Regions from separate parts of the Gasterosteus aculeatus genome. Here region 2 is linked to region 1. A link is a contact called in public Hi-C data. All regions are on one chromosome and are shown on one strand. The core of a region is the stretch at or near the end of the contact, and the rest is flanking DNA. Distances in the headings are between cores, read along the strand shown.

What was found. A called contact is a pair of places that touch in the nucleus more often than the background predicts.
Region 2: a Hi-C map of skeletal muscle shows a contact between it and region 1, with 2.5 times the contacts expected there. The contact joins the enhancer-like site here to the promoter of foxp1b in region 1. A contact is called at or near these places in 2 of 6 Hi-C or Micro-C datasets (skeletal muscle and tail fin).

What each region holds. Positions count from the first base shown.
Region 1 is chr17:20,953,788-20,956,720 of fGasAcu3.hap1.1, forward strand. It overlaps foxp1b (forkhead box P1b), which reads left to right and starts at 1,363. Exons shown (of 19, transcript XM_078092549.1): 1 at 1,363-1,848.
Region 2 is chr17:20,993,648-20,996,580 of fGasAcu3.hap1.1, forward strand. foxp1b (forkhead box P1b) reads left to right here. Exons shown (of 19, transcript XM_078092549.1): 3 at 1,780-1,849. Among protein-coding and RNA genes, the nearest start is that of foxp1b, 40 kb to the left of the region's middle. Within about 2 kb of position 1,389, at least 1 of the 9 cell types and tissues checked has open chromatin away from gene starts, as enhancers often do.

The sequences.
Region 1 (2,933 bases), core at 113-2,612:
TGAACACAACACCAGGAAGGGACGGATGTGACTACAACATGTGCTCATATCAACCTTTGCACTTGGAATTTGCTGTTTACAAGCCACAGGTTTGAGGACACGTTGTAATTATGTTAATGACAAAGACAAGTGATGGAACTGTTTTATGCATATAAGACCTGAGAACATATCACCCTGTCTTAAGCCCTCGTTGTATTTATTTACACCCCCTTTTTTCATTAATCAATCGTGTCCAAATTGTTGTTGTCAAACGCGTTTATGTCTAAATTATTTATTGTCTGTTAAAGAACCAAAGGATGGAAAATAGGTTTTCCTGCGTTTAGTTTGGCCTGAATGCCTTAAACCACACAAAGGTTTTGTGGGTTTACAAACCCAAACCCTAAACTACAAGTGACATCTGAAGTATTATAGACTAAGGTAAAACATTTAAATTATTCTTAAGATAACCACCATTTTAAAAGTGTTTTTTTTAAATTATTTGTCATCGTCAATATGCTACGAAAAGTCTCCAAGTATCCTCAGAAGCTCGATCCATAGCTGATGCTAATGGACTTTACTTCTGACCACACATCATTCATCCACTCACACAGTGGTGACAGCAGCTCCTTCACACAGACACCAGCCGCTAACATTCACTGTGGCCACGTGCTGGGCCAAGTGTCTTGCTCGAGGACACGTGGACGTGCAGGTTAGCAGCACCCGGGATCGAACCGCCAACCCTCACAGGTGTGACCAGAGGAGTGTAACCCTCCACATCTGTAATAAAAGAGGATCGAGTCATAAAGTCACACTGTGGTGGTTAAATACCGCAGCAGGGCCCCTGAGACGGGACTTGGCCACAGGGCGGCGCTGTCCACCAACAAGAGGACGTCTCCAGCAGCGCGGCCATGATGAAGCAGCGAGGAGCTTCAGGAGGGAAAGAACCACGTTAGGCGTGTTCTTCACGTCACGTCAGCGCGTCAGGCGTCGACTGGACGGTGGTTCTCGCTCACTCAGATTTGAACTACTATCAGGATTTTATTTTTTATTTGCACTTGTTGTGACTGTCTGCTGAGGTGAAACTGTGAAGAAGTGAACAAAACTATTTAACCAAAAAAAAAGAAGCAAAAAAGGCCGCAGCACAGATTCGTTGAAGTTACTTATCTGAAATTCAGACATGCCCTTTAAAATATTAAAATATGGAATTGGAACCACACGCCAGAAAATAGAGCCATGAAGTCCTCTGGGAATCTGCACCTTTCTTCTTTTTAAAACTTAACACCAGTTACAACTTCTCATATTTGAGTTGATAACATCTAAAAAACGAGAGAAAAAGACGGGACAATTCTCTGAAATAATAAGTTGTAGTCCGTGTCACGCGTTGAGCTCAGCGCGCAGCGGAAAGGACGCACTCGTGCTCGCGCGGCTGTGATGCGCGGCGGAGGATCCGCGACGCGGCAAACGCGCTTCACCCAGCAGGTGGATGTGACGTCACGGACCTGGAACATCAAAAACAACAACATCCAAATCGGCGATTCTCGCCCTCTCGCTTGTTTTCTCCCCTTCTTCTCCCTCCGTGTAATCATCTGAACATCAGCCGAGGAGGAGCAGAGCAGCTCGCGCGTTTCCCCGCCAGCACCGGGAGTCAGCGCGCGCCAAACTCCACGTTTCGCTTCTTTTTCCTCGACGCCCTCCTCGGCGAGACGAGCTTTTTCCTCCTCGTAGTTAAGTTAGTAAGTAAGTCCCCCACCTCCTCCACCTCCACCGGCACCTCCTCCTCCACCTCCACCGGCCGCTGTTGACGGTGCGATCTGTTGTCGCGTGCACGGCTCCGTTATTGCATCGGTAGCCCCGCGCGTGTCCACGCGGGTAAGTTGTGTTACCTTAATGTTAACGTCAGTGTGTGTGTGTGTGTGTGTGTGCGTGCGGGCAGCGCCGCGTCCGCCGCTCGTTTTGTTTCGCTGTGAAAGTTGTGTTTGTTAACTTAGTTGTGTCTCGTCGCGAGCCCCCCCACCAGCAGCACCACCACCACCAGCAGCACCACCCGGCGCGTGCACGCGGCGCGCCGTCGTTAAAGCGACGTTAGTTAACTTGTGAGGGTCGTGATTTGTGGCGCGGGGCACCGCAGGGGGGCTTTTCTCCCCCCACGTGTCCGCTCCCAACCAGCCGGGAAGAAGGTGCGTCAACGGGGCTGTTCGCCGACACGAGACGGCGTTAAAAGCGGATGTTCAACACGTCGCGGACACACAGGATTCAGACGATTTAGTCTCTAGTTTAGTTTTAGTTTAGTTTAGTTTAGTTTAGTTCTGGCTCCTCGTTTGGTTCCGCGGGTTCTACCGGCGGTGGTTCTTCTGGGGTCAAAGTGGACATTCTTCTGTGTGTAAAGGAGCGGAAGTTGCAGAGCACTTTATTCACTTTGGAAAAATAAGGTTTAAATTGTGTTAAATCAACAATGACCCGTTATTGCTATTGAGTGGACGGGTAAATTAATTTTATAATAATAATAATTATAATATTGTAATATTTTTGTGTTCTACTATCCAAATAAATGTAACGTTGGGTGAGCAAAATTAATTTGCCTGTACAAATAAATTCAAAGCAGTGAAATTTATATTAAAAATATTTCAGCTCCTTTTTTAGCTCTGTTTTAATTTTATAATACAAAACAGGTGTATTGCAGACAAATGATTTAATGTTTACATATCACAAACAAATGTCCTTCATGACTTATTAGTCATTTGTAAAGTGAGACAGAATTTTTATTCTCACCAAAATGATAACTTCATATAAAAAAGATAGCGATTATGTATCTCTATTGAGAGTGAACCGCGTACACGAGAGAATGAAGCATTCCCCTAATATATTTTTTTACAGTAAGTCAGTCTGCAGCTGGCAACAGCAGGACCTTTTTATAAAAGGGAAACTGCAGCTTTAACAGCGATTGCTGGCAGTGC
Region 2 (2,933 bases), core at 139-2,638, 40 kb after region 1:
AGGACTAGAGCGCGTACAGTGAATCCGTGACCCACACCACCACCACCACCACCACCACCACCACCACCCTCGCTAATGGGGAAGTCCACTTCACGCAGAATAAAAGTCTTTGTTGGAGCTCGGTTGCAACCAGTGCCGGTCATTGTGTATTTCATGTGACGGCACGGTGTTTGCATGTTTCTGTGTGTGTTTGTTCTGCAGCCCACGCGGTTCACGTGGCGTTTGAGCTCAGAAAGGAGACATGTCTTTGGACGGTGTCGTCCTCTGAAGGGGCCGAACCGTCTCCCGGATTTCTCTTCTGTTCCCGCTCCGTTAAACAAACCAAAAGGAACCAGCGAAATGCTCCACGGCTCCTGTTTGTCTCTTGAAATCGTTGCACTTGGATCCGAGCCTCTTAACGGAGCGTGCACGTAACCCACCTGGGTGGGTAATTATCTCAACCACGAGTGGTTCCATCCCCCGAAATCTGGATGTGGGAGTGCTTGATGGGCTGCGTTTTCCTCCCAGCCCGGGCGAAGCCAGCGGGCGCTTGTTTATCCTCGCCATAAGTTCTCTGCACCCCCACTGCTCTGAACGGCATAACGTTCCAGCTTTGTGCCGTTTGAAATGAAGACAATTATGTGTTTAGGCGTCACAGGATGGGCACTCGGTACGAGCAGAGGAAAGCCGGCGATGCCTTTTTTTCTTCTTCACCCCGATACGAATGTTTCCGCCGTTAAAATGATGGAACATTTGCCTAAATGGATGTTATGCGTCGGGTAAACTCATTTGGCCCCCGGGGCTCTTTTCAGGTGATGGGAATTAATGATGTTTAGTAGTTTGAAACTGAAAATATCTGTCATTTGTCACCACTCGCCATTGATTTACGGTTCCATTGATGATATGTTAATTGAGGTGTAATGAATCACAATGATGGGGCGGTTGTGTGGGAACGGCCCAGTTTTGGAGGATGGTTCAAACCCCCCCGGCGGCGTTCTGCGTGTTGACTGTTACCAACGACATTTAACTTTAAATTAATGCTGAAACTGGGCGAGTTGGACCAGTGTGTGTGTGTGTGTGTGTGTGTGTGTGTGTGTGTGTGTGTGTGTTTTAATCTTCTCAGTCTGCTTTAGATAAACAGGAGCTCGGCCACAGCTTTGACTGCCAAATGTAAACGGCAAGAAAGAACAGTGGGAGCTTCTTTTATTTCTTTATTTTCTTCTTCCATATTTGGATATGCTTTAATGCTTTTATTCAAATGCACCTGAGTTATCGGCCCACAGTCACTTCTCAGTTTACCATAAAAATAAGATTTCGTTTCCTCCCTCTCCTCGCCGTGGTTGAGTGCTCAGTTAGGAGAGCCGTGTGCATGCCGATCAGGGCCGGTGGGCGGAGCCGGGGCAGCGCCGCTACAGGTACAACGCCCCCCTCCCCCCCCCGCCCCCCCGCGTCAAATAAACTGCTCGCTCGGGTGCGTTGTTGTGGAGGGGCGCGGTTGTTGCTAACGGGGGGACGGGACTCGTCACCCGGCAAAGGGACGCTTTGCCTAAAGAGGGGGGGGGGGGGGCCTGGAATGCCGGCTGTCGGGGGACGCGGCTCGGCCTGAACCCCGAGGGGAAGCCAATGCTGGCCAATTGATTCCCTTCTGGTGATTTCCCAGATAAGACACCTCACCGGCGGTGGGGGGGGGGGGGGGGCACAGCTTACAGCTCCTGTATAAGTGCTGGTCGGCGCCTGTTGACGAGCTCTGCAGCTGTAAGCGCCAGTAATTACAAATAATTCCCCGTCTTGTGTCCGCAGGGCGAGGAGGCTGTTGCGCCACCTTTGGATCTGAAGATTGCTTTTAAATAAAAGCAAGTCCACACAGCAGGTAAACACACACACACACACACACACACACACACACACACAGGCCGCTGCTTATTGAATGGGCTTAATAATTAACTCCATGCTGGGTGGGTTCTCTTGTTTGTGTACTGTATTTGTGCCTGTACGGTCGTAGCGGTCGTGGGGGGCGGGTGGTGGGGGTGGTGGGGGTGGTGCGGGTGGGGCGGGTCTGGTGGGCCGCACAGGTGCACTGACAGCTGCTGATTAGAGACCAGCATGGTGAGCGATAAAAGGGATTGTCCCCCCCCCCCGCATCCCCACACCAAGGAGTCACCGCGGACTCGGCTGGCTGAGCAGCACGCCGGCGAGCAGGAAGTGGGATGTTCCCACACGTCTGCGTTTGCCGGGAAAAAGCCGAAATGCGGTGACGGCGTGTTTGGTAAACACGGCGTCATTTGGGTGGATGCCTGGTGTTTGCTCCTCTCACCCGTCTCCCTGTGGGTGGGTGTGGCTTCAGGAGTCTGCCTTCATCTCTTTGTCTCCAGTCTGTTTCATGTCCGTCTTCCTCGTGTCTCTCGCGGGCTCCGCCGACACGCCGGGACTCGAGCGCCGGCTGTGCATTTGTTTTGTTTGGGCCTCTAGCAACGTGTGAGGTGACGATTAAGATAAAGCATCTGGATGGAAAACACTATCAAGTCAATTCCATATTCCCATTTCCAAGAAGTCCTGCTGATATTTACATTTCACCTCAAGTTTAAAGAATAAACGTTCTTTCTTCCGTAAAAAGGGGGAACCCTCCAACGTTCCTTCTAACCCGGAATGGATTCCCAGAGACAAAGCGTTTCGCATTGAGCAGCTTCCCCGCCGCGTCTCTGTGGCGTTTGGGAGAAGCAGCAGTGACGTTGTGGCTGCAGCCTGATTGCACTCCCTCTTTTATTTGATCCACACGATTACCCCCACATTTGGAAAACCCACCTGCAGCAAATTGAGGGGGAGGATTCCCGTTGCTGCTGTTTATCTGGAGCGCATTCTCCGCATAGTCGGGTGCTCTCTCGCAGCAGGCCCCCCCTTTAGCTCCAGATCTGAGATCAGCCGTTGAAAGAAGTCCTCCACCAGCGGCGTCGGTG